7 separate regions of the Mus musculus genome follow, and regions 1, 2, 3, 4, 5 and 6 are each linked to region 7. The links are chromatin contacts, called in public ChIA-PET, Hi-C, HiChIP or PLAC-seq and promoter capture Hi-C maps. All regions are on one chromosome and are shown on one strand. The core of a region is the stretch at or near the end of the contact, and the rest is flanking DNA. Distances in the headings are between cores, read along the strand shown.

Region 1 (2,786 bases), core at 50-2,549, 480 kb before region 7:
GTAACCTGTTTGGAATCACAGGATGCGGTTGTCAGAGCAGAGCATGCGCACAAAGCCGAGTGCTTTTTTTTTTTTTCCTCTAGAGCGCAAGGCAAGAGGTAACTGTCGGTCAAATCCTGGGGAGCCTTGCTGACTTCAAATACAGGATGCTAAAAATGAAATAAAGGGGAGGGACTGTGAGATGTGGGCTTCTAGCGTATTGGGAAGGAACAGGCAGGCTAGTAACAGAAAGAAAGGCACGATTCGGGTGGGAAAACGGAGGGCTTGCTGTTTATACTCCACCACAGTCTGAAGTCAGCTTAAGAGGTTATTAACCGCAATGTCCGCTTGTTAGACAGAGCCGGTAGGGCCAAGGGTGAGACCAGACAGATGGTGGGCTGGTTTTTGTTGTTGTATGTTAGCTTTCTCCTGGAGCATTGAGTGACCGTGGAAGAGGAGACGCTTGCCCACCTCTGAGAAACAATACTTGTCTAGCAATTCTGTAGCACCCAGGTTTTGTCCTAACACTGGTATCTGGGGGGATGGGGGCGTGTAAATGCCCACACCCTACCCTCACCCTGGCAGGGATCTGAGCTCGTCCTCCTCTGTCTCCCCTGGGACTTCGCTGCCTCCTCCAAGAGTAGCTGTCTCTGGGGAGCGCAGGAGAGCAGGCTCCGTTTCGTGGGGCGCAGTTTCTCTTTTTGTGTCCCCCCCCCCCCACTGTGCCCAGGACTCCAGAGGGTGGCGCAAGAAGTCCCCCGCCGTCTGCCCGCTCCACAGAGCTCCTCAGAGAGATCTGACCCTCCCCTCCCTCGGGCTGAGCCTGCAGTCCCTCCCCAGTGCGCTTCCACATCTCCAGCCCCTCACCCAGGAGGCGGACAAGTCAAGGCCATCTACCTGTCCACTTGTGGGGTTGCTCGCTACCCGCGCCCCACTCCACCTTCTGGATGCCCTAAGCCAGTACAGGAGCATCTCAAAGCTCCAGGTGGCCAGGGCGGAGTCGAGCAGCGCCGGGCACCTCTCCAGAGCACCCCAGGTCAGCGCCCGGAGGATGCGCTCATAGGCGGCTGGTGTGAGGACCAGCCAGCCTGGCTTTGAGCTTCCTGTTTCCTTAGAAGATAAAAGCCAGCCCGGAGTGCGAAGGATGTGCGACTCACCATGGCGGTGCCGACCGAGAAAGCGGCCATCAGACAGGCCATGCCCCGGGGGCGGCGGCGGCAGCGGCAGTGGAGACAAGTCTGCGGGCGGCGGGGACGAGGTTGCAGGAACGAGGCTGCGCTTGCTCCTGCTCCTCCGCGGCGCTCTGCGCGGGTTCCGACTGCGCCCCGGCCCCGCCCCTGCCCACGATTGGGCCGGGCGGAGGGGGCGGGGCGCCGACAGGTGCGCGTGCTCTTGTTTTGCTCCTGTTGCGGAGCGGCTGGAGGATGCTCTGGACCCGAAGCTGTCTGCTAGGCCTCTCCCAACCGCCTGGGCCTGGGAAGCCCACTTCAGGGACCCTGCAGGAGCTGGGCCAGCTCAACCCTAGACGAACCAGTGGGGGCGCCCTACAAACCACGGGGTCCTTGTTTCGGAAACCTCCCGAGGTAGCTTGAGATCAATGGGATAGGGAAGAAGGCAGGTGGCTCCTTTGTTCTGCCTTTGTTATGCATGCCTTCCAGGTAGAAGCCCCAGGGACAAACGTAGAAAACAGCCCCAGGGCTTTTCCCTTAGCGCTAGTGTGCGGTGACCCTAAATTGAGGCAGCATGGGCGTTCATACAGATAGCTCCTAGGTCTCCATCAGCACCACTCCATCCCCAAATAAGCCACAGGGGTGTTTCCAGTGTCTTACACAGCCACGTTCTTGTACCCTACTGAAACCCCTGTGATTTGTAAATGGGACGTTGCGTGGTAACCGTGGTGAAAATCTTTAATCCCAACCTCAGATCCTAAACTAAGTCTTCTGTTGAAATGATTCTCTGTCACCCCCAGCACAGTAGAGCCACCCGCTCCAACACTTGGGTGTGCTGGGGTACTTTCTGCTCTCCTAGAAAGGGGCAGGCAAGTGGTTGTCACATCCTCAGATCCTTGACCTCAGCTAAGCTTCTCCCTAGCATCACAGAAAGAAAAGTGGGTGTGGCTGAGTTTGGAGGGAAGAGGGTGGGCTTCTAATACCGGAGGGACCGATGGCCCTATCTGGTATCAAGAAGGCTGACAAAGCCAGGGCATTCTAGAAGGTTATGAGTACAAACCTCCTTGTGAGACTATGCTGGGGCCTAGCAAACACAGAAGTGGATGCTCACAGTCAGCTAATGGATGGATCACAGGGCTCCCAATGGAGGAGCTAGAGAAAGTACCCAAGGAGCTAAAGGGATCTGCAACCCTATAGGTGGAACAACATTATGAACTAACCAGTACCCCGGAGCTCTTGACTCTAGCTGCATATGTATCAAAAGATGGCCTAGTCGGCCATCACTGGAAAGAGAGGCCCATTGGACACGCAAACTTTATATGCCCCAGTACAGGGGAACACCATGGCCAAAAAGGGGGAGTGGGTGGGTAAGGGAGTGGGGGTGGGTGGGTATGGGGGACTTTTGGTATAGCATTGGAAATGTAAATGAGCTAAATACCTAATAAAAAATGGAAAAAAAAAGGATAGAAAAAAAATAAAAATAAAATTCAGATTAAAAAAAAAAAGAGTACAAACCTCCCAGGGAGTGAGAAAGGTTTCTGGGGCCTGGGCTACTGTCTGCCCTGGTGCCCAACCATGCTGTAAAGCAGCAAGAATGGACAAGGGGAGACACTGAATAATGTGACCAGGACACAGGCC
Region 2 (3,237 bases), core at 671-3,170, 330 kb before region 7:
CCTTCATGCCCACCGGGCAGGAGGAAGGCATGGGCCAAGAGCTGGGGTCCCACTCTCTTTGCTCCCCCATCCCTAAGCTGCTGTACCCTACCACCTAGGGAACCCTGTTTCTGAGTACTCACCCTACCACGAATGACAGGAAGGTGATCTCACAGACAGAAAGTAAAATACAAAATTTATTCTTGAGTCTTTCCAGGGTCCATGCGGTTGTGCTGTAATTATTGCAATCTAACGTTAAAGCTGCCTGTCACACACACACACACACACACACACACACACACACACACACACACCTCTGCAGGCGGCTACCGGAGACATTAGTACTCGCCATAACAAGGGCACCCCATCAAAGCTCCAGTGTGTCTCTTCAGCACCTGCATTTCTGCTCTTATGAACCAGGGCTGGAGTAAGGGTCAAGATGCTTGACATTAGAGGAGGGAGTCTTGCAGGGAGAAGAAAGGAAGGCCTCAAGCTTGGCTCTGTCCCCTCACTCTCAACCTAATCTGCAAATGTGACCCACAGCAGCCTAGGACCAGAAGGCTCAAATCCCCACCATCCTGCCTCACAAGAAGGAACTGAGCAGCGAATCTGCGGTTGTGGCTGGAAAGATCCCAATGTCACCAGGAAAGCCATGGCCTGCAGGGGAACAGAGAGGCAGTGCCAGAGACTGGGAAGGTATCTCTTGGGGACAGTTGGCCCTGGAGAACAGGGAGAGGATTAATCTGGGAAAGGGTTTGGGAGCTGAGACAGTGCACTTCCTGGGGAGGCACCTCTGTCCACAACTCGGTTCTCAGCCAGGGCTGAGGTCTGTGCCCTCCTATGTCAGACCAAGCTCAAACGGATGCAGGCCCACTCCCCAACGGTTAAGCCCTTTAGCTCTGGAGGTGGACACAAGACATGATGTGTAAAGTACTCCCTTCTATAGGAACACTGCCCAGCCTTGGGCCTCTTCTATGCAAGGGTATCCTGGCACATTTGAACAACCGCCCTCCATACAAGCAGCTGGCCATCATGGCCAGGGCAGGAGCCTGGGGCAGGATTCACAGGCAGGTCAGAGAGAGTCAGAGAAGAGCCCACAAGAGTCCAGCTGCGACCTAGTCTTTGGCGACACCAAGGAGGTTGGATGTTCCGGTGACCCTCGGTATTCTTTCTGGTGGGTTATTAATCCAAGGGGGTCTAGGATGGGTATTAGCCGAGTGTATGAGAGGGCCTGGCTGATCCAGAAGAAACAGGGAACCTGCTGCATGTTTGCTGCAGAGGCTGGGGTGGAGGTGGCAAGTCAGTGCCACCTGGGAGGTCATCAGGAAGGACAACAGGCTGCAGGGTCCCTGGGGCTATGAGTCAAAGACTGTGATGAGGTGATGGGAGGAAGCTGCATTTCTACAACCAGGCCCCTTCGGTCCTCTAGAGCTTCCTGGGTACCCCATACACAAGGAAGCCCAGGAGGAGTGCAGGGGAAGGCACCGCAGGGGTTCTGAGTACAGAGGGAAGGCAGAGTGCCAGTGGGTTTGGAAAAGGAGTTGGGAAAGTAATAAGGGACAAAGACGGGTCGCAGAAGTCAGAGCAGGGCAACCCTGGGGCAGCTGGTGCCCTGACAGAGCAGCTGGAGCCGAGAAGTGAGGCAGCTCTTCAGGATGAGGGTAGTCACCTCATGTCCAATCCCCACCTGGACTCCTCAACTCCTCTGTCTCTTCCTCGCCTGAGCCTTGCACTTCCCCTGTCTGGGGTCCCGGAGTTTCTGCTCAAGTCCAGGAGCCCCTCCGCTAGCTCTTGTGCCCGCAGAACACCGCAGCGTCCCCCTCCCATTTGTCACCGGGGTTCCCAGGGCTCACCTGAGGGCGGGGGCCGGCCCTGCCCACCGCCCCGAGCAGCAGGAGCGCCAGGCGCAGGAGGCTTGGGGTGCTGGCCATGGCTGGGCGCTCAGGACTGGGTCATAGCTGCCACCTGCGGAACCGCGCGCCGCGACTGATCCCTGCCGGGCTGCGGGGGGAGGAGCTGGCGTGGGGCCGCCCCGCCCGTCCGCAGGAGGGATCGGGCGGGGTCCCTGTCCTCTTCCGCCTGGGTTTCAGGAGGCCCGGGGCCAGACCGGCCTCCAGCGTCCCGGGCCAGGAGATGTTCGGCGCTGTGCTCCCCGCGGGCTCCACTCAGGTTTAAGAGCCGCAGGAGCGGAGCTTCTAGCTCTGAGCGCCTGTGGTGCCTGCGCCTGGCCAGCTCGCTGCGACCAGTGGAGCCCGCCTCCCACCCCCGCACCCCGATCTCCTCCTGGCTCCCCCTCAACTAAGGAAAGCCACGCCCCCACCGAGTCAGTGCTTCCAAAAGGAAACTGAGGCCAGGAAAGGTGTAGGATTGGTACAAGGTCATAGTGTTGGTCAGACTTCTGGAAAGTATCCCACAAGCTGCTAGTTACTAGGGAAGAAAGATCGGACTAGTTGGGTGCCACCTACTTCCCCAATCCTCTCCTCATCCCAAGCCCAGCCTTCTGGGCCTGCACAGCAGTCAAGGTGGTAGGGATCAGGACAAGAGATCCCAGAAGAGTCCTTAGGGTCCTTTCTATCTAAAACTTTAGAAATTGCAGGGTGAAGAGGGTTGAGGCTGGATTCTGTTTTTCTAGAACTTTCCAAATGTTCCCTGTCCACCCCTTGCTGTCCCTGGGCCTGCTACAATGTGTGCCCTGACTAGCTTACCCTATGCACTTCAGTCTGTCTTCCTACACCACACCTTTGCCCTTGGCTGCAGTACAGGTCGGGAGAGCTCCAGACTCCTACCTCTTCTGTGAGTTAATAAGTGGGACAGGCAAGCCGAGGTGTACCACTAACCTCTTGAGGAAGGCAAGAGGATGCACCCCCCCCCCACCATGAACTAGTATAAGGAAGTTGGGTGTGGCTCTACTCAGCCCTGGACCTGCCTAGGGCTAGTCTGGACCATTCTGGAAGAGAAGAGAGATTGGATGCATAGCTGCAACTCTTAGAGATTACAGAACTTCCCAAAGTCCTGCAGGAAGTGGGTCTATACATCCAGTGCTCAATCCCGCGGAGGGAGACAGCCAAGAGAGGTGCGGAGCGCGCTCCACTCAGAGAGAGAAGCTCCCTTCTGGTGAGCTCTGCCTTTGAGTCCCTTGTTTTAGCCCCAGCCTGAGGTCAAGCAGGTTCCCCCTGTGTGCCACACAGGCTTGGCTGTTTAGCTGTCAGGACCATCCATCCAAATAAATGATCTAACTAGGGCTTTTACGGAAAGCAA
Region 3 (3,025 bases), core at 135-2,634, 390 kb after region 7:
CTCCAAGTCAGGAGGGCCCAGGCTGGATCTCTTTTCTTACTTTCATCTAATCAGATCATGTGTCAAACAGTGCCAACAAGAATGCTAGGGAACAAATGTGCGTGGTCCAATGCTGAGATTCCCTTTAGCCGTTTAGACACCAAGATTGCATGTGTTCTTGTAGAAAACACAAAGGAGGTATTCTCAAACAGCAGCGCCTATGGAAGGCTTCTGATTCTACCAACAGTTTCTGCCTACAAAGGACTGGCCATCCTACACGACCATTGGGCCCTAGTCGTTTCTCCAAGAGCCGTGCCCTCACTTCTGTGTAAGTGGACAACCAAACCATTTATGCACAGCTGTGCTGTGAGCATCAGTCTTACAGGACTACAGCAGTAGTCCCAACCTTTCTCATGCTGTGACCCCCCAATAATAAAATTACCCTGTGGCCAACTCATAACTGTAATTTTGCTGCCATTGTGAATCATATTATAAATATCTAATATACAGAATATCTGACATGTGACCCTGAGGAAGGGTCATTTGACTTCCAAAGGGGTAGAAAGACCCACGGCTGAGAACCACTGCTCTCCACTAAGATGACCCACTCAGCAGACTGCACTCTTAGAACTAAGGCACTCTTCCCAGACACTAAGACCCTCAGCAGCAAGGCTCTGGGATACACTGACTTCCTCGGCCCTCACTGATGGCCTTACATTAAATGGGAAGAGACCCTAGCGCCCTCTAAGGCTCCCTGGTGTGAGGAGGTGAGGATTGAAACTTCCCACTGTCTGCTGCATTGCCGCCAAGGCTGATTGCACTGCATGTCACTTCTCCGTGAAGTAAGTCACTCTCCAACATTTTTCTCACAGGTCAACTTGGTGTTTTAATTAGAAGCTAATGAAATAAACAGAAGTCTACAGGCTCAGCATCATGGCTATGGAAGAATTTTATATCTCCTCTGCTAATTATTTAATGAAACCTTGTGCCGTGGGGTAAATTACCTAAATAAGAGAAACAGATGTCTATTGTACAGATTCTAATTACATAATAATGACCTAAATAATTCAACTATTCAATTATAAATTTTAAGTCAGTTTAAAAAAAAAAAGCTCTCAGAAAAGACCTAAAAATGAGTTAACAGTAAAAAGGAAAAAACAAAAAATCAAACCTTGATTATCTGCCTTCTGCTTCTGAGATTCAGCCCCTCTAACTTGTAGCATTCTCAGCTTGGGGATCAATGGCAGAGACCATCTAACTAATCTATTTGCATATGCTGAACTTGAGCAGTAAGGGTTAAATGCGGAGAGCAAGGTGAACAGAAATAACTCTCACACTCAGCTGTAACTGTCAGAAGAAAGCGCCTCAGAGGGGAGCACGCTCATTAGCAGCAGGAGGAGTGGCAGTGCCAAGGCTGATACAGTTCCCACCCCAGGAGTTCCGAGTGACTTCTAATTAAGGTCCTTCATAAAGAGCCAACAAAGCACATTTTCCCAGTGAGCTCCCCCCAGAGAACTACTCCAGGCTGGGTATGCCCACGCTGGCTGCACACCCCATGCCAGGCCCTCAACGCTGTAGACCCCTCTTCTCGGCCAGTGTTTAGCAATGACAAAGACACCACGTGAGACCTTATAGAAAACTTTCACCTATTTAACTGGTGTCCAATTGCTTGGTCTGAAGACAGCCACTGCTCATCATGTGACAGAGGAAACAAGTGCAGTGTTTTTAAAAAACAAATGTCTACAGAGAGAAATTCCTCTAATTGGACTCTGCTAGCCAAGAGCAGACAGTAACTAGCACTGAGTCTTTCAAGTAAGGCATACATTTACAACGGCAGCCTGACGGCAACAAACAGGGCTGCTCCTTTTCAAACTGTTTGTCTCTGACAGAGATCCACGTTTGCTCCATTCTGTCACTGTTCCTGTCTTTATTACTCATGTTCTCTCCTGAAGTTTTCCAAATGAATTCTGTCAGGCCTGTCAAAGCCCGCATCCCGTCTCTCTTACTCTCCTGGCGCTGTACGGCTGGCAGCCCACGCCCACTCCAGGCTGCTAACAGTGGCTGTGGCCTGCTGACAACTCAGGGGCCTCACACCCTCTGCTCCAGGCAGCCCACAGCACAGAACCCCAAAGCTAGAGACAACGAACGACAAAGAAGCAGCCCCCTTCATCCACACCTTGCACACAGGCGAGAAACAGAGGAGCCTGTCTGTCTGTCTCCGCTCCATGGCAGCTTTGAGGTACTCAATCAGTTTTTTCAGACCTATCACAGTCTCTTGACAGATTGACATTTATGATCCCAACAGCCTGTGCAGCCATCAGTAAGAGCAATAATTAATGAACCCTCACACATCACTGCTGTCTCTCCCTCCACCATTTACAGGAGCTTAAGCCGCTAAAAACCTCTGTCCGCGAAACCCACCAGCCTCTCCCTGGAAAAACTGATAAAAGAGACTTGAAAAGGGCCTGTTTCACAGGCTCCTTCCTACGCGTTGCTTTTGGAGCATGTGGAGGGATTAGATCTGGCATTTTATTCTGTGTACCCAAAAAAGAAAGACAGACAGAAGGGGGGGGGGACCAAAACCTTCAAGACAGTGAGCTCCCTCATTATCCACTAAAAACTTATTTTTGTACTTAATTCAAATGGGATTTTCCCTTTCTTATAAATGTATTATATTCTAGGGTCTAATGACCCTAGAATAGCAAACTTAAAAAACAAAACACTGCATGGACAGACCTAGATTCTAGAGGCATTCTAGACTAAGATTCTCCTGTGAAGAATGCTAGATGCCAATCCTAGATCCTAACCACCTAACACTCACCTGTTCGCAGCCCGCTGGGCAGCACAAGGCTAGCCACTAACCCCGCCCACCTTCCAAGCTATTTTCTGGGGTGGCTTCCCATGCTCTTAGGTACACGAGGGCGGGGTTCATCCTTCCACAGACCCTATAAACTCAACACAGACATCTGGCTCTTCTCTGTGCTGGTAAAGAAGATGGGGAAATTGGGTGGGGTAGCACCAAGCTTTTGAGGGGCTCTTGCCCTTG
Region 4 (3,077 bases), core at 530-3,029, 440 kb after region 7:
AAAATTACTATCTCTGATAAAAAACAACCCATACATTTTCTTAATACAAGCGACCTCAACCCCACAGCACATGGAAATGGTTACAAACTATGAACAAGACCCAGCTCCTGGACACAGGATGGTTCACGATTGGCAAGTCAGTGAGTGAGTCTGTGTATCACACCAGCAGAAAAGGGACAGTAGACAAAGACAAGACAGTAACATTCAGCATCCTATCCAGGCACTGCGGCTCTCCCCGGGACCTCAGCTCTCGGGGGCGGCTCATACAGGAGCACTGTTATGAGCTTGAGACCAACTGGGTTAGTGAATGAGACTCCCAAAGTACAGGAGAAATAAACACTTTCCACAATAAGAGCTCTGATGAACGGGGCATATAGAAAAGATAATACAATAACACAATTAAGGCCATATGTGCCAAACACACAGCAAACAGCATAACCAATGAGGAAGTCGAATCCATTTCCCTAGGATCTGAAAGAAGACAAGAAGGCTCTCTACTCTACTCTACTCTACGCTACCTCTATACAGCACTCTACATAAGTCCTAGCGAAAGCAATTATGTAAGGGAAGGAAAGGCCATCCAAACTAGAAAGGAGGAAGCAAAATTATCTACTTCCTTGACACACTGTTAACATCCTTCTTCTCTTCTGAAATGATTTTCACACCCTTCCTAGTTCCATTAAACAAGTTATAATATTAAAATCTCCTTTTCTGGAATGCTATAATCTATCCCTGTTCACAATACTGTCAGATTGCTCCTTCAAAAGGACAGTGACACTATCACTGTCTCTTCATTAGAACCACAGCTATTGTTCAAAGTCCCAGTAGCTTGACTGGACATTCATTCAAGCTTGGTAATCATTAACTTTCCAACTTCATTCTCCATGAATGAAGTCACTACCCAAGAGAAACTCCAGGCAGCTTTCCTCCACAGCTCACACTACATGTGTGAAGTGTCTCTTCACAGCATTCTGTCTTCAATACCATTTCTGAGTAAGCCAGTGCCTTTCAATAACACTTACTACAAACGCTGACCTACTAACATTAAGTATACACAGAATGTGTCCGGCTTCTAACCCCAGCATCCGGACAGAACTGGGCTGGATCACTTCCAGTGTAGAGTTGTCCTGTGCAATATAAGATGTTAGCAGTCCTCTCGTCTCTCAGCATTGCGTTGCTTTGAGAGGAAAAAGGGGAATAATCACTCCTCTTTGCCATCTTCTGATTTAAATTGAATGTCCCTGCTAAACAATAAACTCTCTAAAGATCTTCTGTTTTATATTCTCAATATAACTGAATATAATAACATGTGAAAGTATTAAACAAATTATTTTTTTCCCTGCTAACCTTCCCCAAATTAGTAGACTTGATAACCTAAACTATTACATTTCTAAATACCCATTAAGCTTGAAACATAAATTCCAACCTTAAGGAAAGCATAAGAGGCAAATACTATGAGTTACATTGTGTCCCACAAGAAATCATTGTAGCATTATAACGACTATGTATCACATACAAGGGTAACAAGAGGACCAGTGGTATGGCTAGGCACTTATACACAGGATTGGCTAACTGGGTTCAATCCCCAGGCCCCTTAGCCTAACAGGAGAGAACGATACATACCTACTCGCTTACATCCTCATATTCAAAACACACACATTCGCAAATGCACGCAGTAAAATATTAAACAAGAATAAAAGTATCTCCTACTTTCTTCACACAGCCTGTGCTTTTATTACCTAAGTGTAAACTTAGTCAAGGCCAGTTAGCAGAGGCAAGAGTCCAATCTAAGTCTAGGTCAGGCTGACGTTCCCAAGACTGGTGATTCTAAATGCTTGCTGTACAGCAGAATTCTCCATAGACTTTAAAGGCTGAATCTTTGAGCTTCCTTCTCTTTGAAGAGTTAAATTAGGCTCAAGGATGATAATAAAAAACTAAAATTGTTTGTTAAATCCTCGGTGGAGAGCTGATGAAATATGTCCATGTTGTCATGCAGCCCTGATGACCCGAGTTCCAATCCTGGTGGAAGCAGAGAACTGACTCCAGCACACTGTCCTCTGCCCTCTATGATAACCATGCAAGTGCACTACATGCACAAGTCTTTCAAAAATGCAATAAAAAAGATTGCTTTAAATTTCCCCAGTGAGTTCTAATGTGAAGGCAGAGCTGATAACCGCTGGAAGGCTAGTCCTAAGAAGACCTCACCTTCTCTGGAGTGGCTGCACTTACTGACTTGCACAGCACAGCATTCCACACCCACACATTTGTCTTAAACAGAATCTGAGTTAAGCCTTCCTGAGCAAGGCTCTCACGCTGATGCTCCTGGGCTGCTCTAAGGCTCTCACAGATAGAGACTTACATTCCTCTGTACTCGGTGAAGTTACATTCAGTTCTGTCGGGAGCGACTGCTGGCTGGGACTAAGAGTTGGCGTGGTTACAGAGGTATTGTTGTTGTCACTGGTGGTCTCTTCGGAAAACAAATCTGATTGGCTGTTACTTGTACTTGGGGTGGAATCATCATCTGGTTGTTTCTTTTGAAAATCTACAGAAAAAAGGGTAAGAAAACTGGTTAATTACGGCCCTTACATCAGAGCAACCACTAGAAAACATTAATGTTAGGGTCAGAGTCACATGAAACATGGAGGAAGGCCACTGTGGTAACTAAAAGCAAAGTGCAGAAGTGAATGGCTGATGAAAAAGCAAACATAAAACCACGGGCATGATTTAAACTTTCAAGTTATATATTAACACCCTCTGTGGTTCAGATAAGGATAGACATTGATTTTAATACTGAACTTTGAATACACAAAGATGTTCTTAAGAGTAATCAGTAGAAAGGGGAGGGGGAGATTGAGACCTATCGGTGAGAGGTCAGAAGGAAAATAGCAGCACAAAAAAATAGCTCCCTAAACAAAAAACACATTAAAAATGGCAGAAATCAGTGGGTGCACATATATTATCAGTAATGAGGATAGATGTAAAAGAAATGACCACAACAGCGAAAAGAAATGGGCTGCATTTAGTTTACAACAGACATAAAAACACAAGGAGGTTGGTTTTCTAATTAGTGTTCAATT
Region 5 (2,937 bases), core at 47-2,546, 330 kb after region 7:
CCTTATCTGAGTGGCTGAAAGGCCTGTTGTCTAAGGCACATGCTGCATTTCAGTGTCAGATGGATCTGATTCTTGCTAAGTGCTCAGGCCCGTCTGTTCCTTCTCTGACTTCATTTCTTCTGAGTGTCCTCCCCTCTCTGTAGGGACGTTTGGAAGGCATATGAGACTGCAGCTCTGCTGACAACATGGCTAGCTTGAGAAAAGCCATCATGTTCTGACAGGTTCATTGCTCTTGTCTGCCGTACACTGCACCCCACATAATGCCTGTGGCACCTCCAGCCTGGCCAGGCAAAAGGATTTGGATCCATGTCCATGTCCTGGCTGTGCTCAGGGCTCATTGCGATGTTGAGCAGGAAGGAAAGATGGTGGTGATGGCTTCCTGAGGGGAGACCTTTGGACGGAAGTGACTGAGTCACGGCAGGCAGACGGGTGCTGATTTACCTGTCTGCTAGTTTATTTTCTTTTGGGAGTCAGTGTTCCAATTTACTGCATTCCTTGGAGGTTTGACATATCAATTAGATATTATCGACAGTAATAGAGGGGCAGTTGCTGTAAATGTGAAGTTTTTACTGGTAGGCCATGAAATGACACCCCAAGGGACTGTAACAGAGAGGCATGATAAATATCATGTTACCTAAACACCGGCAGAAGGCCTGATTAATAGGGGAGAGTGACTCTGTCTCCAACCGTAAAGTGGTATTTATTCATGTGCTGTCAATCAGACCTTCTGTTCTAATTGGCTAAAAGGCTAAATCAACAAGATCTGTTCATAAACCAGGCTAAGGTAGGAAGAAAAGCAAAGGTAAATCATAATCAGAGGCTTGTTTACTGACTGCGCCCGCCCACCAGCCTGCAGATCTGGCTGACCTTGAGAGCCGCCTTCTACCCTCTGGACACAGCCTGGAGCACGGGTAGGGAGGGGCAGAGATGCTGCCATGCCCAGGGGCACAAGTGGAAGCCCTTGAGCTCAGTTTGGGGTGGCAAAGCTGAGTCTCGGTGTAATGAGACCTCCGTGGCTCTCGCTGCTGCGGTTTTAATGTATGGCTCTTGTTTTGCTCGACACTTGTAAAAGGAAGAATTACTTTCAGAAAGACAAATATATTTCCACACTAACAGTTTTATAAAGATGTCAGCGAATAAGTACGAGCACCATTAAATCACATTTTAAAGGCAGACACCTCATAATAAATCTGCATTATCAAGACTCCTTTCTGAATGAGTCATACACTGTAAAGCTTTATGAGGGGTGAGGGGAAGATCCCTGCTGGCCAGAACAGTGTATATTGTCAAACCCTACAGAAAGGATAGCTGCCAACCCCACGAGAACGTGAGCGGGGACACCATTCCTTAGCTAGCTCAGGAGGAAGCCAGTAAATCCCAGCACAAAAATTTTCTACCCTGCTTGTAATGGAGCTGGCAAGGATCAGACTCAGGAAAGCACAGTGAGGGAGGAGGCGTATCCTGGGAGGCCCACAGCCCCTCCAGAACGGCTGCTCACCTCACATCAGCTGCCAAACGCCGTGCAGTTGACCTGCCAGAGGCTCATCCTAGACTGTGAGGCGCTGTAGCTGTAGCTGTGTGTAGTTACCCTGATGGCCAGCGAGCTCATAGCCATAGATATCAGGCTATTTTAGGCACAGACCGCCATTTCAACTCATGCATCTGATATTCCACATTACCATGTTAAACAGCACAGGAAGCCATCATATATGTCGTACCGAAAATGCACTAGCAAAGAGGACCTGTCAGCCCCTGGAGAGGAACTCAGAAAAGAGGGGCAGGAGATGGTGGGGAGACACGCCCTTCTCCAAAGAGTGTGTGAAATTTGGGTCATTGGGGTGCAGAAAGGCAAAGTAAAAGTTTAGCTGGTGGTTTGGGTAGCAGGCCCCGCTGCTTTCGTCTGCCCTTTGTGTGAATGCTGAGCTCACAGAGGAGCAGAGCCCTCTCACCCCAGCTGCCTTTCCGTATTCCTGATGAAGTCTGAAGCGTGCTGTGGTGGGTTGTGCAGTAAGATGACAAGTGAGGGCTGGGATTGCGCAATGGAAGAATTGGGGATTGGAAGGATGGAGTTCAGAGGGCTAACTTGGTGGAGAGAGTGATTAGCCTAAGAAGACTAAGCGTCAAAGCAACAATAAAATACCATCTCCCCCACTCTGCCTGGGAAGCAGCCTCGCTGTTCTTGACAAACCAGACATCATCTCAGATGCCATACAAAGGGCCACTCAGCCTAGAGACTGATGTCAGTACAGAGCAAGAGCAGACAGCCTATCTACAGCCCTGCTCAGTGAGCGGGTGGCTTTCCCAAACCTGATAAACAATGCCCTTTACCATTAGAAACTATCACTAAGTTCTTGTGCTAAGAAGCACAGTTTATTGATCAATTGAGATTTCAAATTAAGGAACATTAGATGAAGACAACCAGTGCTGTGTTTCTGAAATTGCCCTAGAGTATCTTCTGTTTTTGCCAAAGTCTGGTCCCGCCACCCACTCTTCTGCTGAAGGCCCCTGGTAGCCAGCAGTCCAGACCAGGACCGTAGAGACATAATATGGGCCTCTCTACTGGGACGGTCTCTGTATCTCAGGGGCAAAAGTCAAGATAAGCTGTCTTTGGCAGGGAAGCCTGCCAAGGTCAGGGGGCTGTTCAGAGAGAGTTCTAGCACAGCCTAGAGGCTGGCGCTCAGAGAGAGTTCTGGCTGGCTCATGTGTTAGGAACACGAGCTTAAGTCAGAATGAAGTAACAGACTGCACGGTACATTCCTGTATCCCAGCACTCCATCATCTGAGACAGGAGCATCATGAATCTCAGGTCAGCTTGTATTACACAGCAAGACCCGGTCTCAGACACACACACCAAACAGAAACCCAGCTACAGCCCGGGAGAGGCTGGAAAAGTCACCTTCACTGCTGTATGGAGTTGGGTAGAGCCAGGGCCAAAGT
Region 6 (3,097 bases), core at 305-2,804, 460 kb after region 7:
TCATAACATGAACTAAAGCACAGTCATTACTATAATTTAATTTAAAATGGTTAAAAGCAGTTACCCTTCTTTAATTAAATGTCATAAATATAAAATAAATACCACTTGAATAAGCCACAATTTTTGTTCAATTTCACTCTTTCTTTAAAAATGTCTAGATCACAGACCTGGAGTGGTAGTGCACATTTTTAATCTTAGCACTAGGGAGGCAGAGGCAGGTGGATATCTATGAGTTTGAAGTCAAGACTGGTTTACATAACAAATTCCAGGCTAGCCAGGGCTACCCAGTAAGATGCTTGTCTCTAAATTGATGTTCTCCAACTTAGGGAGAAAACCAACTGTCAGATTTGACAACAAATCCTTTAAAACATTTTTTCATCTGATTTTATTTCACAATGGTTTTTTTAAATCACAATTTAAAAAAAAAAAAAGAATGTTGAGGGAAGGGAGGAGCTTTGATGAAGAACCCTTAAAAATACACTCAGTCCTGTTTTCAAGTTGCTTCAAAAAAATTCACTCAGTCCTGTTTTCAAGTACAAGAGCATCAGATATGCGCCCTCTGCTGGCTTCACAAAAACTCCCTTGATGTTCCTCTGGGCCCAGGAAGAAATACAAAAATACAAAGGGCTACAAAAGGGCTGGGTGCACATTTCACAGTAAGATCCAACCTTCAGGAAAGCAATTTAGCAAAAATCTCTTAGGTCAGTCACACTGGATACCTCCCTCCCCTACGCGCTGGGTTATTCTTACCCTCAAACATCTCTAGCTTGCACAGAGAAAAGGTAACACTTCTCTACTGAATAAAAACACTGTAGAGTAATTGCAACATTTGTGTTCCATCAAAAGTAACAACATACAAAACTACACAGGTAAATGCAAGCCTGCCCAAAAACAAGAACTTAAGAGGAAATTCTTGTCATTTTCCCACAAGTTCAACTTTGTATTAATGGTCTTTCAGATCCAAGAGGACAAAAGGTCAGAAAACTGATCCACAAAGCAATGTATCAATATCCTTCCATTTGAAGCTATTCTTTTAAATTTTAAGTTATTTACCAAATAATATTCATTTTTAAATAATAGAGTTTCTTTCCAGACGACAGTTTTAACTCTGTAATAAAAAAAATATTGTTTCAATAGCCAAGCAATATATTTTAATTATTGTGCTAGGTACCACAAGTAAAATGTCACAAAAATTGTGCCCTGTGATTAACTAAACCTTCTCTGAAGGCTTCTAGAGAGAACAGAAAACAAAGACAGTCCACTCACAGCACAGTCTAAACGTGAGCAGAGTTTGATCCGCTATGAATACTGCCATAGAAAACAAAATGTGCCATAACTCATTGTACAAATACATATTTATAATTTTATTGAACTTTTCTCATCTAGGCTGACAGCACTCCCTCCAAAAGTTCAAGACCACCTACCAAAATTCCCAGGACCAACCATGAGAAGCCCTCTTTTGAGTTGTTGGCCAGAGCTGTCTAGCACACGGCCCCCTGCTATTGATTGCCCTAGGTTACCCTCAGCCAGGGGTGAAAGTTAAGTCCCTATTGCTGAAGATACCACGCAATTCAGAAATAAGGCCCAGAAGCCCCGAGCTAAAAGTGACACACACATACTTAGTCACGTATCCTACTTAGGGTTCAATTCTTTTGGGTACACATTCGCTTTAGCAGAACTACCAGGTTGAGCAATGAATTTTTGGAAAAGGCATATTATTATAACGATGTCTTCAACTGGTGAATATCATGAAAACTCTAAAAAGTTTTTCTTTTGCTGTATTGATGGAGACGCTTACTAGTGAGAACACATACTAGAGACCAAAGCCTGGGCAGAGAGCAAGTGCAGCTACCACTTACTTAAAACACTGAAGCTATATTTTGTCCTGACCTAATTCTTATTTTTCACAAGCAATGACATTTTTCCTATAAGTATATGAAACAGATCTTACTCTTTGGTTATTTTTTTTTCTTGCCAAAGTGCTTCCTTGTTGCCTAGTATACACTGTAAAACTTTTCAATTTTTTTCTGAATATTTTAAATTGAGAAAGTTACGTATTTTATCATACACAATGTTATTCTAAAATAGGTACTATGCTATGGCTAAATCAAGCTCATTAACATATGTGTCACTTCGTGTACCTCTGTTTTCATGACTTTTTAAAGTACTAAACTGTAACTGACAACAGTGACTGATGCGTCAATCAGATCCACTATTCCCAACAAAGAGAGGGATGTCTGCCTTAAAATACGCCTCACACACAAGCACAGGTCCCTCGCCAGTCAAGTTTTCTGAATAAAAACAATGAAGAATCCCCCAACCTCTGCTCAGCATCTGACTGTCTCATCTGTAAAGCCTCCTTGCTTTACAGACTCATGCTGAGTGTTTGGTGGTACAGATAACATGTCCTGCAAATCATACTCTGTGGAAGGAGACACACCTATCTGCAGGGCAACCAAGGGCAAGAGACACCAGACAGTCAGGGGCAGAGCTACACCAGAACGCTCATCTCCTATTATCAAAACATGCTTTGTCCAATAGGACCAAAGCACCAAGCGGTCCTAAAGTTGCTCAGTCCAAGTCAATGAAAAGTGTGCACTCTGTGCTTGCCAGTAGAAACAGGCTGAGGGAAAGAAATGCAAGCTACTTAGTCTTTACATTCAAACAAACCACTCTGCATTTCATTAAGATTTAGGAGCTAAGTGAACTAACAAAGTTCCTTTAAGTTCTCTGGGTCTACTTCCTCATTTTTAAAAAAAAAAGAGAGGGGGGGAAAGCTCAATTGAGGAAAAGCTCAATTGGTAAAGTGAAGACCTGAGTTCAATCCGCAGAAACCACATTAAAAAATGCTAGATGTGGTGGTACGTGTTTGTGATTGCCACACTTTTAAGGCCAATACTACAGAAGCAGAGAGGGGAGGGCCCTTGAAGTTTGCCCGAAATCCAGTGTAGCCTATTGGTAAACTCTAGGCCAAAGACAGATGATGTCTCCAATGAGGTAGGTGGTAGTCTTTACAGGAAAAGATGGACATCCATCACTATCATCACCATCAGGTAAGGTAAATTACTTTATAAATTTAGTATAGTGTCTGGAACAC
Region 7 (3,024 bases), core at 237-2,736:
AAAACACAACAAAGCTGGAATTGGGTATCACCTGTGGGCAGTTTCCTAATGTTAAACTCTAGGGTTTGCTCTGTTTCTTCAAAGATCTCCCACTTCAGTTTGCCCCCCCCCCCTTTTTATTTTTTTGGTTTTTCTGAGACAGGGTTTCTCTGTATAGCTCTGGCTGTCCTGGAACTCACTCTGTAGACCAGGCTGGCCTCAAACTCAGAAATCCACCTGCCTCTGCCTCCAGAGTGCTGGGATTAAAGGCATGCGCCACCACCGCCCGGCTCCCTTTGTTTTTTTAAATGTACCAATCCCGAAGTCAATTCTCCAAGGACAAATAAATTGGGGACACGTGTATCGGAAAGTAGATGTATTAAATTGATGGATATCGTTCCACATGGAAGATGAGAGCGGAGAATGTTTCCCCAACCAACGTATCCACATTCCATCGTTCTACCATGTCATCCGTAAGGAATGTCACTACCATTTAGTAACTGACACACAAAGGCAGCTTTCTTTCCGTCTTGCTAAATGTTACTCCCACCTGTCTCAGCAACCACGCTAGAAACCTGGCCTACCTATTCATTCCCCCGCTCAGAGCTGGCCTCCGCGTTTCCATCCCCACCGCCAGAGTCTAGGTTGTGGCTCTGATCCTTCACTGGCCCAGCCCTAACCCTTGCTGTGTCTGTTCATTTTCACTGCCCATTTAAGTCGTCTTTGCTTGGAATTAAGTCTTCCATCTTCAAACCCACACACCCAGGTAAGTAACTTTCAAGAGTGACGACTCTCCAGTTTCGGCCAGGAAAGACCTACAACCCAATTTCTACGGCTTCAAAGTTCACAGTGCCTGCTTCTTATGTGAAAGATGGAGTCTAATGGGCTTTATACGTTACACTTGGTAGTCCTGGAGTGTCGAGGACTTATGTCCGGGCTTTCTGTCAGGGTCTTGAAATAAGGAGTTCGAATGAGATCAGTTCGCCCGCAGCCTCGCATGCATTATTTCGTCCTAAGTTGACACCTTTCTAGCGCAGGCAAGTCGGGTATCCGTCTTCCCACTGACAGAAGGAGGAAACTGAGTCGTGGTATTTCAGGCCTGGCCTCGTAGCACCTTCATGCTGGTAATGCCTCTCTTGGCCCATTCTCCTCGTCCAACTTCTCGCACGTAGCTGACTGTCCATCAGGCAAGCGACTAAGTGCAGAAAGACGAGGCTTTCTCCAACCGGCGCTCCGGCTCGTCCCCTTACGCAGTGACGCGACCGATGACGCTATTCAGTGACGTGTGATGACGTGCCTCACCCTGAGCCAGGTGTCGGCAGGGCGGCCACACCCTCAGGGCCCAGTACTGGAGGGGCAGTGGCTCCGACCTGGGGAAACACGCCGCAAGACCCCCGCCTGAGGCGACCTGGGGCCCTGGCGTCCTGGGTTCTACTGGCCCACGGTTGAGCCGTTGCTAAGTGACGCCAGCGCGCAGAGCGCGTGCGCGGCCACGGCGGTGTGCGTGAAAGCGGGCGCGCGCCGCGACGGCGGCGGCGAGGAAGGCGGCGACGGCGGCGGTCGAGGGGGCGGTGGCCACGAGGCGGGGTCGCTGCTGGCGGAAGAGACGTGTGTGGCGGCTTCTAGGTCGCTGAGGGACATCGTCGGGGTGAGTCGCCCGGACCGCTCGTGAGAGTTGGGGCCTGGCCGCACCTGCTGCGCGGGCCCGGGGCGCGGGGACGCGCTCCCCCTCCCCGCCGGACCCGCGCGCGCCGCTCCACGCCCCTCGGCCGCTGGTTCCGGGGGCGGGGACGGGGGCTGAGGAGGGTCAGTTCCCGGGCCTGGCGCTCTGGGGTGGGGGTGGGGGGGGGTGAGAGGGGGGCGCTGGAGAGAGGGGTGCCGAGGGACAAGTGACTGGACTCCAGTGCGACGCTGCCGGTTTCCTTTTAGGAATTTGAAGCGGGAGAAGCCCGCGTTCCTCAGCAGCCGCGCGTCCACACTGAGACGCCGACTGTGCAAACCTGACAAACGCGGAAATGGGGACCCTCGGGGTTCGCAAAGTTTTGGGGTAAACCGCGAAGAGATCCGTCAGCTCTACCCTGGCGGGTCTGGGAGTAGGAGCGGGTTGTTAGAGAGATCGTTAGAATCTGTGCCTGCGTGAGCGTCGGGCACACCCACGACCCGGGGAAGGCGACTTGTCAGTGAAGATGCTGGTTGACTAACCTGTTGCCTGGACCTTCCAGCCTCACGTGCATGCCCACGTGCTTCTCTGAACATTATTATTATTATTATTATTATATCCTGTGTTGATCCACATTTTTGAAGCCAAGGGACCATATCCATCCAGTATTGTTACTTCCTCATAGACTCAAATCTGCCCTTGTATCTATTTCCCAGAACCGTGCTGTGCTTTGGCCATTTCAAGGGTCTTGCAGGTAGAGCAGCCCTGCCTTTTGTGTGTGTTCTTCCCAGAAGCAGTGCGGGCTGTTATTTATCTGGTGGAAATGTAGATTGTGTTTCACGCGTGGGCTGGCATGGTGAGACTGGAGTTAAATGATGCAACTGGCCATCAGCCAGTATACAGGATTCTGTTGGGTCCGTTGTATGTGGTGGTTTTTTAAGGAGGAATAATGGAGACAAATGGAAGAAATAATCTTTCCCGTTATGAGTTAAAGGCAGTGCCAAGTGAGAGTGACAAGATAGGGAGCACTGACATTTGATCATGCCTAAAAACTGAGGGACATAACTTTAGAGTTTCCACCCAGAGTCTAAAATCAGGAGATTCAGTTTTATAACGGAGTCTCTGTAAGGTATGGTCTCTGAAGTTCTCACGTCTTGGAATCAGTAAAGCTTGCTTTGAAAAACCACTCAGGAGCCACTGTTCTATTACGAGCTTTTGTGAGTGAGTTACTTATTTCCCCTTTTGCTTGTGCCTCCTAGAAAACTGCCCGCTCCCGGGTAGATAGCTATGCGGTTGATGCGGCCTCATACCCCGTGGACAGTACAAGGGGAACATTTAGTTTTATCCTTCACATAGTTAATGCAACTGCCTCCCTCTTTCCCGAG

What was found. Promoter capture Hi-C pulls out the DNA fragments that hold promoters and counts their contacts. Hi-C and Micro-C count contacts between places; a contact is called where the count stands out from the background. ChIA-PET counts read pairs in DNA pulled down with a chosen protein or histone mark. HiChIP or PLAC-seq counts read pairs in DNA pulled down with a chosen protein or histone mark.
Region 1: an RNA polymerase II ChIA-PET map of memory CD8 T cells shows a contact between it and region 7, with 6 read pairs. The contact joins the promoter of Abcg1 here to the promoter of Btbd9 in region 7. A contact is called at or near these places in 1 of 39 promoter capture datasets (stem cell-derived epiblast-like cells) and 1 of 115 datasets of contacts at active chromatin or transcription factors (memory CD8 T cells).
Region 2: a contact with region 7 is called in an H3K4me3 HiChIP or PLAC-seq map of embryonic stem cells, with 9 times the contacts expected there. The contact joins the promoter of Glp1r here to the promoter of Btbd9 in region 7. A contact is called at or near these places in 5 of 39 promoter capture datasets (the 3T3-L1 cell line, cranial neural crest, embryonic stem cells and 2 more), 6 of 484 Hi-C or Micro-C datasets (the G1E-ER4 cell line, embryonic fibroblasts, embryonic stem cells and 1 more) and 5 of 115 datasets of contacts at active chromatin or transcription factors (the HPC-7 cell line, the SCID.adh cell line, embryonic stem cells and 1 more).
Region 3: a contact with region 7 is called in a Hi-C map of cortical neurons, with 3 times the contacts expected there. The contact joins the enhancer-like site here to the promoter of Btbd9 in region 7. A contact is called at or near these places in 2 of 39 promoter capture datasets (hippocampal neurons and stem cell-derived epiblast-like cells), 1 of 484 Hi-C or Micro-C datasets (cortical neurons) and 3 of 115 datasets of contacts at active chromatin or transcription factors (bone marrow-derived macrophages, extraembryonic endoderm stem cells and neural tube).
Region 4: a FOXA1 HiChIP or PLAC-seq map of pancreatic cancer cells shows a contact between it and region 7. The contact joins the enhancer-like site here to the promoter of Btbd9 in region 7. A contact is called at or near these places in 6 of 39 promoter capture datasets (the C10 cell line, cranial neural crest, hematopoietic stem and progenitor cells and 2 more), 8 of 115 datasets of contacts at active chromatin or transcription factors (bone marrow-derived macrophages, craniofacial prominence, embryonic midbrain and 5 more) and 2 of 9 other capture datasets (liver and macrophages).
Region 5: a Hi-C map of the N1E-115 cell line shows a contact between it and region 7, with 5 times the contacts expected there. The contact joins the enhancer-like site here to the promoter of Btbd9 in region 7. A contact is called at or near these places in 3 of 39 promoter capture datasets (cranial neural crest, hippocampal neurons and liver), 5 of 484 Hi-C or Micro-C datasets (the N1E-115 cell line, embryonic stem cells, nephron progenitors and 1 more), 7 of 115 datasets of contacts at active chromatin or transcription factors (the SCID.adh cell line, cardiomyocytes, embryonic hindbrain and 3 more) and 2 of 9 other capture datasets (adipose tissue and embryonic stem cells).
Region 6: a contact with region 7 is called in a promoter capture Hi-C map of liver, with 2.5 times the contacts expected there. The contact joins the enhancer-like site here to the promoter of Btbd9 in region 7. A contact is called at or near these places in 8 of 39 promoter capture datasets (the HPC-7 cell line, HPC-7-derived erythroid cells, embryonic stem cells and 4 more), 5 of 484 Hi-C or Micro-C datasets (adipose-derived mesenchymal stem cells, cerebellum, cerebral cortex and 1 more), 13 of 115 datasets of contacts at active chromatin or transcription factors (the 230-238 cell line, bone marrow-derived macrophages, craniofacial prominence and 10 more) and 3 of 9 other capture datasets (embryonic stem cells, macrophages and pancreatic islet).

The regions. Positions count from the first base shown.
Region 1 is chr17:31,056,207-31,058,992 of GRCm38.p6, reverse strand. Abcg1 (ATP binding cassette subfamily G member 1) reads right to left here and starts at 1,299. Exons shown (of 15, transcript NM_009593.2): 1 at 1,137-1,299. The coding sequence starts at 1,178.
Region 2 is chr17:30,900,550-30,903,786 of GRCm38.p6, reverse strand. Glp1r (glucagon-like peptide 1 receptor) reads right to left here and starts at 1,920. Exons shown (of 13, transcript NM_021332.2): 1 at 1,833-1,920. The coding sequence starts at 1,910.
Region 3 is chr17:30,187,225-30,190,249 of GRCm38.p6, reverse strand. All of the region lies in intron 4 of Zfand3 (zinc finger, AN1-type domain 3), which reads right to left. Among named protein-coding and RNA genes, the nearest start is that of Zfand3, 180 kb to the right of the region's middle. Within about 2 kb of position 1,384, at least 66 of the 459 cell types and tissues checked have an H3K27ac peak or open chromatin away from gene starts, as enhancers often do. A contact at or near this core is called in cortical neurons, where this site is marked.
Region 4 is chr17:30,134,788-30,137,864 of GRCm38.p6, reverse strand. Zfand3 (zinc finger, AN1-type domain 3) reads right to left here. Exons shown (of 6, transcript NM_001356265.1): 3 at 2,360-2,542. Among named protein-coding and RNA genes, the nearest start is that of Zfand3, 130 kb to the right of the region's middle. Within about 2 kb of position 1,779, at least 43 of the 459 cell types and tissues checked have an H3K27ac peak or open chromatin away from gene starts, as enhancers often do. A contact at or near this core is called in liver and pancreatic cancer cells, where this site is marked.
Region 5 is chr17:30,243,445-30,246,381 of GRCm38.p6, reverse strand. All of the region lies in intron 9 of Btbd9 (BTB (POZ) domain containing 9), which reads left to right. Among named protein-coding and RNA genes, the nearest start is that of Zfand3, 240 kb to the right of the region's middle. Within about 2 kb of position 1,296, at least 19 of the 459 cell types and tissues checked have an H3K27ac peak or open chromatin away from gene starts, as enhancers often do. A contact at or near this core is called in the N1E-115 cell line, where this site is marked.
Region 6 is chr17:30,112,423-30,115,519 of GRCm38.p6, reverse strand. The region is part of intron 2 of Zfand3 (zinc finger, AN1-type domain 3); the gene reads right to left. Among named protein-coding and RNA genes, the nearest start is that of Zfand3, 110 kb to the right of the region's middle. Within about 2 kb of position 1,554, at least 8 of the 459 cell types and tissues checked have an H3K27ac peak or open chromatin away from gene starts, as enhancers often do. A contact at or near this core is called in the HPC-7 cell line and liver, where this site is marked.
Region 7 is chr17:30,574,749-30,577,772 of GRCm38.p6, reverse strand. It overlaps Btbd9 (BTB (POZ) domain containing 9), which reads left to right and starts at 1,486. Exons shown (of 11, transcript NM_027060.1): 1 at 1,486-1,627.